Linked DNA regions of Gossypium raimondii: region 2 is linked to region 1. A link is a contact called in public Hi-C data. All regions are on one chromosome and are shown on one strand. Each heading gives the region's core, a stretch centred on a gene start, on an enhancer-like site or on the middle of the called end of the contact. The rest is flanking DNA. Distances are from core to core; before and after follow the strand shown.

What was found. A called contact is a pair of places that touch in the nucleus more often than the background predicts.
Region 2: a contact with region 1 is called in a Hi-C map of leaf, with 3 times the contacts expected there. The contact joins the promoter of LOC105794765 here to the promoter of LOC105794762 in region 1. A contact is called at or near these places in 2 of 2 Hi-C or Micro-C datasets (both in leaf).

What each region holds. Positions count from the first base shown.
Region 1 is chr3:54,887,493-54,893,626 of ASM2569854v1, forward strand. It overlaps LOC105794762, which reads right to left and starts at 4,630. Exons shown (of 12, transcript XM_012624068.2): 1 at 4,136-4,630; 2 at 3,904-4,051; 3 at 2,969-3,123; 4 at 1,758-1,940; 5 at 965-1,040. The coding sequence starts at 4,393.
Region 2 is chr3:55,035,768-55,041,977 of ASM2569854v1, forward strand. LOC105794765 (pentatricopeptide repeat-containing protein At2g13600) reads left to right here and starts at 2,119. Exons shown (of 2, transcript XM_012624071.2): 1 at 2,119-2,182; 2 at 2,345-4,702. The coding sequence starts at 2,428. The coding sequence ends at 4,506.

The DNA of each region.
Region 1 (6,134 bases), core at 3,380-5,879:
CCGAACCTATAGCTATATGAGGATGAATTCATTTAAACAGTTTAAAGTTAAATTAAACACTAGGAGTCCAAAGGTAACTGTTGTGCTTCAATATTGGAGTTTTAACACTAGTAACACAAGTAAATCCTTTATTAACTTTTAGAAAAAAAAATATTTATTAACAACTTCTAGTTTGCTTGATAATTATTTATATCCAAGACAAAGCTGCAATAGGCATTCTAAGCCCTAGCTGCCCTTGTCTAAGCCTCCAGGCCTCATTTGTTTCACATTAACTGAAACCCATAAGCCATTACAACTCTATTCAGTCAAAATGTGAAACCAAAGAACATAACTTTTGTTTGTGATTGTCAATCGTACAACTAGCATTAGAAAAACCCCAAGACTCATGAAGGCTCCAGCAATCATCCATGTAGAGCACCATTGGAGATAACACACTAGGGCTGCTTGTGACGTAGGAGAAATCCCGAGGAGACCAACCACGTTCCATATTTATTTTTATATTTAAAATTAAAAATTATTACTTATTTTTCATGTTTGTAGATTAAAATCAATTAAGAATCTTTCTTTGTGAGAAACAGCCGAATCAAAGGTGAAAATTAAAACAAGATAAAAAAGGGGAAAAAATGACAAAACTGACCAAAGGGACTGACACTACAGCACCACAATGGGCACTATAGCACTGCAATGGGCATTGTTGCACCAAAATTTCAGCAGAGCCAGCACTGCAACGCTGTTCTGGCACTGCGATGCTGGATCAATTTAGCCTCAGGGTTTCCTTTGTTCAACCCCCCCGACTTGGCCTTCTACTCTAACCTTTGGCACTTATTTTGAGAAATTTTAGGGCAGAAAATAAGTATATTTAAGAAAGATAAACCTAGGTTTAATGAGGTAATTAGATAGATGAAAAATGTTAAATAATGCAAAAATCACACAATATCAGATAGAAATACTTTGTGAAACTGACCTTCAACATGATCAAGATGATGATGAGTAACAAAGACAATTAACTTTTCAGGCAAGCAAGCTATGATCTGCTTGAGCTGATCAAACGAAACAATAATGTCAATATCATGTTGAGTTATATGTAAAACATGCCAAAATGAACACTACACAGTTACATAACCATAAACAAAAAGAAAATCATATAAATTTCTAAGGTGTTGATAAAAGTTTACTATTTTATAATGATATGGACTAGGTACTGAGCTAAACAAAGATTCACACCTTTATATGATCGTCTTCTTTTCCCATTTTACTTGAGTATCTAGCCTTTAATTTGTTTTTGACAAAAGAGAAAAAGTAATTGCTATAGAAATATTCCATTCATATGTGAAAATGCTCCCATACTATAAAGTGTGAAACTGATGCCACCTATATTGTAATGCACAGACTTTCCTTTCATGATCAAACTAGGAAACTGAACATTATGTAATCACTCTCAAGTTGCTTCTGTAAAAATAACTTCTATACTGAACTGAAAGACCAGTTAAATTGACATCTCACAATTCCCAGAGAAGCTGCAAGCTCACTTAGAGGTTACTGCTTTTATTGAGAGATAAACTACGAAATCCAGCAAAGAATCCTGTTTGAAGTAATTCATGGATAAGCACACCTTTTTTGTTTTCAAGGAAGTGAGGTGTTAACTTGGACAACATACTGAAACTATAACTCTGACATAGCAGAATGCAGCTCATAATGAAATTAGTTTGTTCAAGGAAGCACGGGAAAACTCATGCTAACAAATAGGTTTTTCATACCTCTTCATGGTACTCATGTCGGCATCCTGGATCCACAATCAATGCATCTCCATGAGCAACAAAGCTGCAATCCCCAACTGTATCTGAAACTTGTTTAGGTGCAAATATTACCAAGTTCGTTGTAAGGAAGGGCTTCCTTGTTTTACTTCGCATAGGTAGAATTACAACTCCAGGAGGATACTCCTGAAAGAATAAATCTCAGTCCACAAAGACATTTTAATGCTAAATTCTAAATTCAAGTAATCACGACAATTAAAAATGTCAATCCTTTTTCTCCAAGTAAAATAAGATGGACAATCTTAAGCCAAATCCTATTTTATATGTATATGTGTACATAAAGGTATACATATATGTATACGTATATGCATATGCATATAATATATATATGTTCCAAGACGCAAGCATTAAGAAAGGATTCCTATGGAGACTTAATGAAAGATGTTAAAAAAAACGAGGCTGACAGCCTTTACATTCATAAAGGAATTCTTCCTTAAAAATTCCAGAAATTATGACGAATACACGTCATACGATCAATAAAAACTCTGATAAAGGGCAACCCAAAATGTATGCACATAGATGAGAAATAAATCAATTTTTATTTCTAGGATGATGTACATAGCAGAGAATAAACAACTCCATTCATAGTCTTATAGACTTATATTGTTACAAGCGCTAGGAACTACCTGTATCTAGCAGCACACTAGCAGTTAAACATCAATTCTGTACACTTCAAATTCGTACTTGCTAAAAGTGTATTATAAGTTGAAAATTATGAAAATACGTGCCCAGAAAAGCAGACCTTAAACTTCCAGAAAAACTCTTCAAGCCAACTGGACATCAGAGGCTAAAAATCTGCAATCTTAAAAGTAGTACTTAAAGATTCTTTGCCAATAGAATCTTCATTTGCTAGAAGTAGGCAGTGGACTTTCATATTCATATTTTCACTTTGAAAAATTAAGAAGCACAGCCTAATCATCTCTCCAGTAACTCGCCTTTCTGGAGCAAACTTCATCGAAGCATGAAAACAAAGAGATGGATTTCTAATAATAGGGAATTAAGAATCAATCTACTGCCCTTAGAAGTTATACTTTCATAAAATTTGGTCATAAACACCCCTAAAATTGTTAATGTCTAGACCACATTCTTCCTTATGGCTAATGCAGCATGCTGTGATAGATCATTATCAGTTAGTCACTCGAAAGACAGCAAACCTGATAACGCAACGTGGGTGGTAATGTCCGTGCAGCTGACTGCAATGAGTCATTTATAAGAGCAAAAACTACCAAAGGCCCTACACGATCACTACAAGGTTTCACCTCCAGAAGCCAGGTAAGACAGCTTTCAGTAGACATCCACTTACACAGCCCTGAACAAGTAATGGAGCATTTCTAACAATAAGTTGCTTGTGCTACAGCATATTCTGGTGACAGAATCAACAAAATCATAACCCATAGGGTTTGAACAATAACATTCTAATAAGCTATGAAGCACAGACACAGACACACAATACGGGTACAACACGATACAGAACAGGGTCACCACTGCCACTCCAGCCGCTGTCAATGGTGTCGAAATATTGTAAAATACCCTCATTATATCTCTCCGAACTTCCTAATCACATGCACCAGATTAGAGTCTAGAAAATCTTAACAATAAAGTCTAGATCTAGGTTTCAAACAGAGATTTTCTATCACTATTATGATGTTTTCAACTATTTTCAACCACCAAAATCCCGTGTCCTTGTGTGTCTTGCCGTATCTGATTTTTTTATTTTTTTCCGTATTTTGATGTGTCCGGTAGGTATTCCGGCATGTCCATGTCGGATAACGTGTTGAGATAGGTACGAGGGACTTTCCGGCGTGTGTCCGAGCTTCATAGCTAATAAGCTTTTGGTAACAATTAAAGATAAAACCTGCCCTCTTTTTGGCGAGCCCCAATTTGATCAATATTACAACTTTAACAAACTCTCACCTGAAGCCCTTTGTAGATCAAGTTAATCTAGGAATTAAAAATCTCCACTTTATTTTTTCACCCAATAACTTCTCTTATGCATTTTTAGAAATAAGCATCGAGATTCTAGAAGAATTAGCCAATACAAATTTAAACCAACTATATTTAGCTTGATGAACGAGTACAATAAACATACCTTGACAATTTTGATTTCCGTCCAACAAATTGCCCATAATAAACACAGTATTAACTGGAAACTCAGGCCCGAACTCAGCTTCCTCCACATACTTGAACAAACTCCACTCCCCTACATCATTCACCGTTAAACCCAATTTTTCCAGCACCTAGAAAGAATAACCAATTAACCACCATCAGATAACAGAAACTCGAAAATGAAATTATTTATTTAAAAAGGAAATAAAATTGACCCCAGTAAGAGCAAGTTGGACATCAAATTTAGTCAAATCAATGTTGTGAGAGGACTGGGCGCCCTGGATAACAATCCCAGAGTAGGAGTGATCGTGTTGAAGGTTGAGAAGCGTGGAAGGAAGGTCCCAGAGATCAGAATCCACATAAGAATCGTACTGGTCTTCGCTGAATTTAGGCGGTGGAGTTTGCTTAAGGAGGAGGAATTCAGCGTCGTTTGACGGGTTTTTGAGGATAACAGCAAGATTATGAGTAGCCATTTTTTTCCAACTTTTTTGGTTGTTAGAGAAATGAGAAGAAGGTTGAATCCATAGTGAGGAAGGTGATTAAAACCTACAGCTTAAATGGTTGTCGGCGTAGGGTAGGCTGCGGCGGGTAGGTAAATTATTGATTAAGAAATAAATAAAATAAAAGTGCTGATACTGGTACTGAGACCGGGAGTTGATAGTTCAGTTGGCGGTTGATGACCAGGTACGGAACTACGCGGAGAGACGAATAATTAGCAGGAATGTTGATTTTTACTATTTGTTTTTAAAATCAACTAAATAGTGAAATGTAATTCTTTAAAAAATATACATTATTTTTTTAATAATTATATATAACATGCAAATGCAATGATTATAATGTAAAGAAAAAATCTGCCCGTCTCAAAGTTCACCCCTTATGGAGCGAAAATGGATGGCCTCCAAGTTTTTTGGGTTAAAATCCTTTTAGCTCCCTGACAAAATCAAAATTAGACAAATTGAACCTTTCCTCTATCTTTTGGGGGGTTAAATACCTCTTAGATCCCTTTCAATTTTAAAATTACACAAATTAGGCCATCTTCATTTTTTAAAATTTTGATGTAGGCTTATCAATTTGCCCTTCTTAAATTGATATACACTTGGTATGTTTTTTTCTCTGGCATACTAGCACTCAATCGGTATTAAAAGGTAAAATTGTTTGTTTTCTTTTTATTTATCAAAATCTGTGTTTTTGTTATTCAACTTTTAAATCTGAACATATGTGTTCAATTTTCTATATGTTTTCTTACTAAAATTTAGTTTTCTATTGTAGTCCCTTTTTAAACCCTTTGTTTATATACTTTATTTGATAGGTTACAGTTACACGTTAATAATTAATATATAAACGTATATTTAACCTTTTATAGATGAAAAAGAAAACATCTACGATTAATACCTTTTTCAAAAGGAATAAATAATGTTAATCCTTTATAATAATGATATTAAAACTCCAAAATTTGAGGTCAATGTAAATTACAATACTAATCCATTGGAGCATAATATCAAGATGACTCTAGTGACATATGTAATAAATTTTATTCTACTTTTTAGAATCTATAACCATTTTCGTTCTGCTTAATGACACTATATATATTTTACATATTTATCTCATACCAAATCTTATTTAAAAATAAAATTTGTATGTATTTTTATTTATAATGTACAGTAGTAATATATTAGAATCTCTAAAATTATAAATCAGTTACATATATGTTTATTTAAAACTTTATTTCTCTTCATATTTTTATATAGTTGGAGAATGAAATAAACAATTTTTTGTTTTTGTTTTTTTATCATAAGGTAAATCAAGATAATTTGGATGTCTTTAATTTAAGGGTTCATTTTAAAACTAGTAATGGAAAATTTTAATTTTACACGGAATTTAGAAAAATTCACACGTGCATTTTATATATATATATATATATATATATATTTGCGATAGTTTGGATTAGTCAAGCTTGGTTCATAGATTACATTGAGTTGGTAATAGAAATATTGATAAGAGGAGTTTAGATATTTATATAAAGTAGATATGTTGGAAGTAGGGTCGGGTTTGTTTAAATAATGTATTTTTAAATTTGAGATAATTTTGAAGACCTACTTTAAATAATGTAATTTTTTAAATTTGAAATAATTTTGATCAACAAATTTACATTTAGAAAAAAAACAAAATAAGTTAAATGTTAAATATGTATTAAATATTGTAATTATTTAAACA
Region 2 (6,210 bases), core at 869-3,368, 150 kb after region 1:
TAATTTTATATCAATTTAAATATTTTTATAGTATTTTAAATATGTTTTATTAATGTTATAGTTTTTTTAATAATTTATTAGAATTTTAATTTTTTTTATAATTTTATAAGTGTATATCAATTCTGATATATATTTAAATTTTTTAATATTTAATAATATTTAAATTTTTTATTTTTTATTATTTTTGAGAAAAATATTATATTAAACCAAAAGCTATCACGTGTCACCAACTGATTGGTCAACTTATTTATTTTAACGATCAACATGGTCAATGACGAAAACTGTTAACAGAGAGGTTTAATTGATTATTTTAGTTATTAATTGGGTGCGAATTTAATATAGGAGCTTAATTGATTTTTGCATTTTTAAGGGATTTTTTTCACATATAAGCCTATATATTATTGTTTGTTATTATACTGATTAAAAATGCTCTAAATCCTATATTTTAGTAAATTTGAAAGTTAGCTCTCTTACTATATTATATAATGCTATATCATATCATATAGTATATAATATATTAATAGTTTATATATATGTGCATAAAAGACTAAACATTATAATATCATGTACTATAACTATTATTATAATCTATATTATAATAATAGTTATATATAATAGTAGTACATTATATATTACTTATTATATATTATTGTTTATTATTATACTAGTTGGAATATTCTCTAAGTCTTTATATTTTTTACATTTGGAAGTTAGCCTCCTATTATATTATATAATGCTATATCATATCATATAGTATATAATATAGCAATAGTTATATATATATGCATTGATGATTAAACATTATAATATCATGTAGTATTATTATAATTTATATTATAATAGTTGTATATGTATTAATATGTTTAGTAATAGCTATATATTATAATATTATTTTATGTACTAGTAATATACTAATTTAATATATCGGTTTAAGGTTAAGTAATCGATTTCAAGAATAGTTATATAATATATTATTATATTATCATTAATGTTTAATTTATAGATTTTAATAATTATTAATTTTATATATTTATTATACATGTATAATTATAATATTAAAATATTTTATGTTAAATTAATGTTTTTAAAATTTATTCCATCTTATAATTTAACATAAAAATTATTACTAATTAATTTTTCCCATTAATCATATTTTGATATAAATATGCAAGGTTTATAAATACATTTAAAAAAAATTATCATTTATTTATATTTTAAATAATATCATAAAATTATATTAATTATTAATGTTTATTATGGTTGTTGATTTATAAAGTCAGACTTTCTCGAGCTTTGAATCGAATTTATCTCGAGCTCAGATATGTTACCGGTTCAAACATTATCAAATTCAGATGGTTTCAACTTAAGATTAGACCTGTTCATGGGTCGAGCCATCTGACCCGTCCCAAAGGCCTGCCCGAAATGTGGATGGGTTTGGGAAAAAATATAGGCCCGAAAACGGGCTTGTACAAAAAAAATAAGACTCAATTAAAAAAATGAGTGCGACCTCGGGTAAGGTATATTTTGACCAGACCCAGCCTGGCCCGACCTAAATTTACTAAAGTATAAAAAAATCTTTTTTTTTGTTTTTTTAATTTTTTTATTGTTTTCTCCTTATTTTGCTACCATTTTACTATTATGTTGCTACTATTTTGTTGTTATTGTTTGGATATTGTATAAAACTTGTTTTATAATTAATTTTGTTATTATTTTAGAGGCATTTGCTTGTTAAGTTGCATCTATCTTAATCTCATTTAAGTATACATATTTTTTAAAATTTATTTTCAATTTGTTGGGAAATATTTATTTTTGATATTTTTAGTATTTTTGATATATTATATATATTTAAAATTTATATAAAAAAATAATATAAAAATTTAATATAGGCGGGCTAGGCTGAGCTCCAATTTTAATATTTTTATCCGGGTCGAATTTAAACAAAAATTTAAACCAACTTTTTAGGCCGGGCATAAGCTTAATAAACGGGCTTAATTTTTATTTGGACCTAACCCAAGCCCAGTTCAAACTCATCCCAAACCAATCAACACCTCTAGTTAAGATGGTTAGGAACAGGATTAAGAGCTTCGCATGTTTTGTGAGCTCTGAAGCCCAACAACCGGTAGAATTTCTACCCAAAAAAGAAACACTGTTTAATCACATTTCAAAGGTCACTGCTGCTCAGGTATTAGAATCCGGCTCTCCACTTACTTCGCGTCTCGTTGTCGGAGAGTTGACTCGTTATTGTCATTGAAATCTTTTCCATAACTAGAAATTTTGAAAAAAAAAAAAAAACTATTGGCATCACTTCTATTTTCCTTCCATTACTGAGTTAGAAACATCTCAGTTTGCAGCCAAATGCTAAGGGAGATGCAAAAACCGTAGCAAAAGAGCAATGCCCACCAACTTTGTTTCTTCCAGGATAATGGAATGGCGAAACTTGGATTGCACAAACAAATTGTGGGTGATCTTTCACTGCCCGACTCTTCTCCTTTTGCTAAGCTTTTGGGTTCCTACATCCAATCCAAGTCTCTCCTTGATATACGTCGGTTACATGTTCGGATAATCAAATCTAATTTTGCGTCTGAGACTTATATCCTAAACAGGCTTATCGATGCCTACGGCAGATGTGGCTCCTTGGAGGATGCCGGGAAGGTGTTTAACAGAATGCCTCAAAGAAACATTTTTTCTTGGAACTCGGTCATATCTGTATTGACGAAATTGGGTTACGTTGATGAGGCAGCAGGGTTTTTTGATTCCATGCCTGAGCATGATCAGTGCTCTTGGAATTCCATCATTTCAGGGTTTGCTCAGCAAGATAGATTCGGAGAGGCTCTTTTCTATTTTGTTAGGATGCATAGAGAGGACTTTGTGCTTAACGAATACTCGTTTGGTAGTACTCTTAGCGCTTGTTCTGGGTTGAAAAACATTAAAATCGGTGCTCAAATCCATGCTTTAATCGCAAAAACTAGGTTCTTTTCCAATGTTTATATGGGCTCGGCTCTTGTTGATATGTATGGAAAATGTGGGAGTGTCAGCTGCGGCCAGAGAGCTTTCGATGATATGAGTGAGAGGAATAGAGTCTCTTGGAATAGTTTGATCACTTGTTATGAGCAAAATGGTCCAGCTAGTGCAGCTCTTCAGGTTTTCTTGAGGATGATGGATTGTGGAATTGAACCAGATGAACTCACATATGCCAGTGTGGTTAGTGCTTGCGCTAGCTTGTCGGCAATCAAGTCAGGCAAGCAGATTCATGCTCGTGTTGTGAAATGCAATAAATTGAGGGATGATCTTGTCCTGGGAAATGCATTGGTTGATATGTATGCAAAATGCAATAAAATCAATGAAGCTAGATGTATTTTTGATAGGATGCCAGTTAGGAATGTAGTGTCTGAAACCTCAATGGTAAGTGGGTATGCGAAGGTAGCCAGTGTGAGAACTGCGAGATTAATGTTTGCAAAGATGATGGAGAGGAACATAGTGTCTTGGAATGCGCTAATTGCCGGGTATACACAAAATGGGGAGAATGAAGAGGCTCTTAGACTTTTTCGTCTCTTAAAGAGAGAATCTGTTTGCCCAACACATTACACGTTTGGCAATCTACTGAATGCCTGTGCTAATCTCACTGATTTGCAGCTTGGAAGGCAGGCTCACACACATGTTTTGAAGCATGGTTTCCGCTTTCAGTTTGGAGAAGAATCTGATATTTTTGTTGGCAACTCTCTCATAGACATGTACATGAAATGTGGATCAGTTGAAGATGCTAACCTGGTTTTCAAAACTATGATGGAAAGGGATTGGGTATCATGGAATGCCATGATAGTAGGATATGCACAAAATGGTTATGGAAATAAGGCTCTTGAGCTGTTCAAGAACATGTTGGCATCTGGTGAGAAACCAGACCATGTCACTATGATTGGTGTTCTTTGTGCTTGTAGTCATGCTGGGTTAGTTGAAGAGGGGCGACATCATTTCTCATCTATGAGCAGGGAACATGGTTTAGTACCATTGAAGGACCACTATACATGCATGGTTGATTTACTTGGTCGAGCTGGTTGCCTCGATGAAGCAAAGAATCTAATAGAGACAATGCCAATGAAGCCTGACGCTGTTGTCTGGGGATCTCTGCTCGGTGCTTGTAAAGTACATCATAATATTAGGTTAGGAAAGTATGTAACAGAGAAGATATTAGAAATTGATCCTAGCAACTCCGGACCTTATGTTCTTCTCTCAAACATGTATGCCGAGCTTGGGAAATGGGGAGATGTTGTTAGAGTAAGGAAGTTGATGAGGAAACGGGGAGTAATCAAGCAACCTGGTTGTAGCTGGATTGAGGTACAGGGTCATGTAAGTGTTTTCATGGTGAAAGATAAAAAACATCCTCAGAGGAAGGCAATCTATTCAGTCTTGAATGCCCTCATTAAACAGATGAAACGAGCTGGGTATCTACCAGATGCTGGTGATGAAGAAGCTCACGAAGAGCTTGCCACTAGTGCGGCGGTTGGTTGATAGAATATATTCTTAATGATTATCGTCAAAATGGTTTTTATTCAAATTTTTGCATTCATTGCATTTTATTGGTTTAGTTTCTCTCCCATCTTCTGCTACTCCACTTGGTTTCATAGACGCCATGCTTCCTTGTATGATTGTTAAACTGTCAGAGAGAGTTAGACATTTTGTAATTCAAAATGTGAACAGTTCCCTATTATGAGTGCATCGTTCCCAAAATGTAGTAATCTTCGTACAATTGAAGGGCATTCAACGACACGACCTTAAGTGAGTGCATAAAATAGGACAAACTCAGCTCAATCTAATGCTTCCATGGGATATTACTCTAAAGAAGCAAACAAAACAAAGAACTAAATCACTTTTAGGCACAATTACCTTTGAAGACTTGCTTTAAGTTGTGGTGAGAACAAGCTATATTCTTGAAAGATTGACCATTTCTTATTAGTTAATGAACAACAAAAGTTATAATCTCCTAAAAAAGTTTCAACTATACTCCAGGTTTACATGTAATTAGTGATTGCTCGGATTAGCTATTGTGTTGAAACAAATGATTGACCCAAAAAATGTTGCAACAAATGCAAAATTTATGCCTCGTATTTTTTTTATTTAAAAGTAACCCTTCGCCGTTAACAACTAAAGTTCTACGCACAAAGTATTATCCAACTACGAATTTTGTCAATGCAAGGTTAGGAACAAACATATCTCTTACCTGGTGCAAAAAGCTTGGATGCAAGGATACAATAGCGAGTTGGCAACGGTTGAAATATTGCAATCTGGGAGGACAAGAACTGAAACCTGCAAATTTCAAATGTCAAGAGTTATGAATAATGTTGAAATGGTATCGAAATTGATTGAACAAGACACGCATTCTTGGAATAGGGATCTAATCAATACCTTGTTTGATAGCCAGGAAGCACAACACCTCATGAGAAATCCTTTGGTTGAACAAGAGATGAGGGACACTTTGGTGTGGAATTTGGAGAATACTGAGATACACTGTTAAAGGGTGGCTACAAATTTTTTATTTGAAATGGTAATCAAATACACAATGTTCATAGCCCTATTATACAAGCATTCTATGCTAAATTATGGTTATTACATATCCCAAGCAAAATCAAGATTACGGTTTGGCGATTTGTACAAAATTTTGTTTGACAATGGAGAACCTACATGCTAAGCGAGTTGCTTCAAACAGTATATATTCACGATGTAGTTCAGAAACAGAAACAACTATCCACTCCACTAAAGACTTTCTCATATCTCAATGTTTGGGTGAAGCTAAGTGTAACCTGGCTAACAACCCACTCACACACCATAATAACAAATTGGTTATACGCTATATCTGAAAATGCAGATGATGAAAGATGCGGTCTCATCGAAATAACTATTTGGGATTATCTCTTCGTATAATTCTATCTAAACTAATTTACGGGACGGGTTATTTATCCAAGCTTGAACGTTTATTCGAAATATGACTAGAAAAATGAGCTTAAACAAAAAATATTAAACCTATTGAAAATTTGACTCTGGCTTCAACATTCAAGACCCGAGTTTGGCCCATCCTAACTAATTTTATATTTTTATATTTTGTGTAATTATATCACATAAAATTAAATATAAATAATAATACAATACTATGTAAACATTAAAAAATACGTAATTTTATTTAAACTTAAAATCTTAATAAAAGAACATTATTTTAAA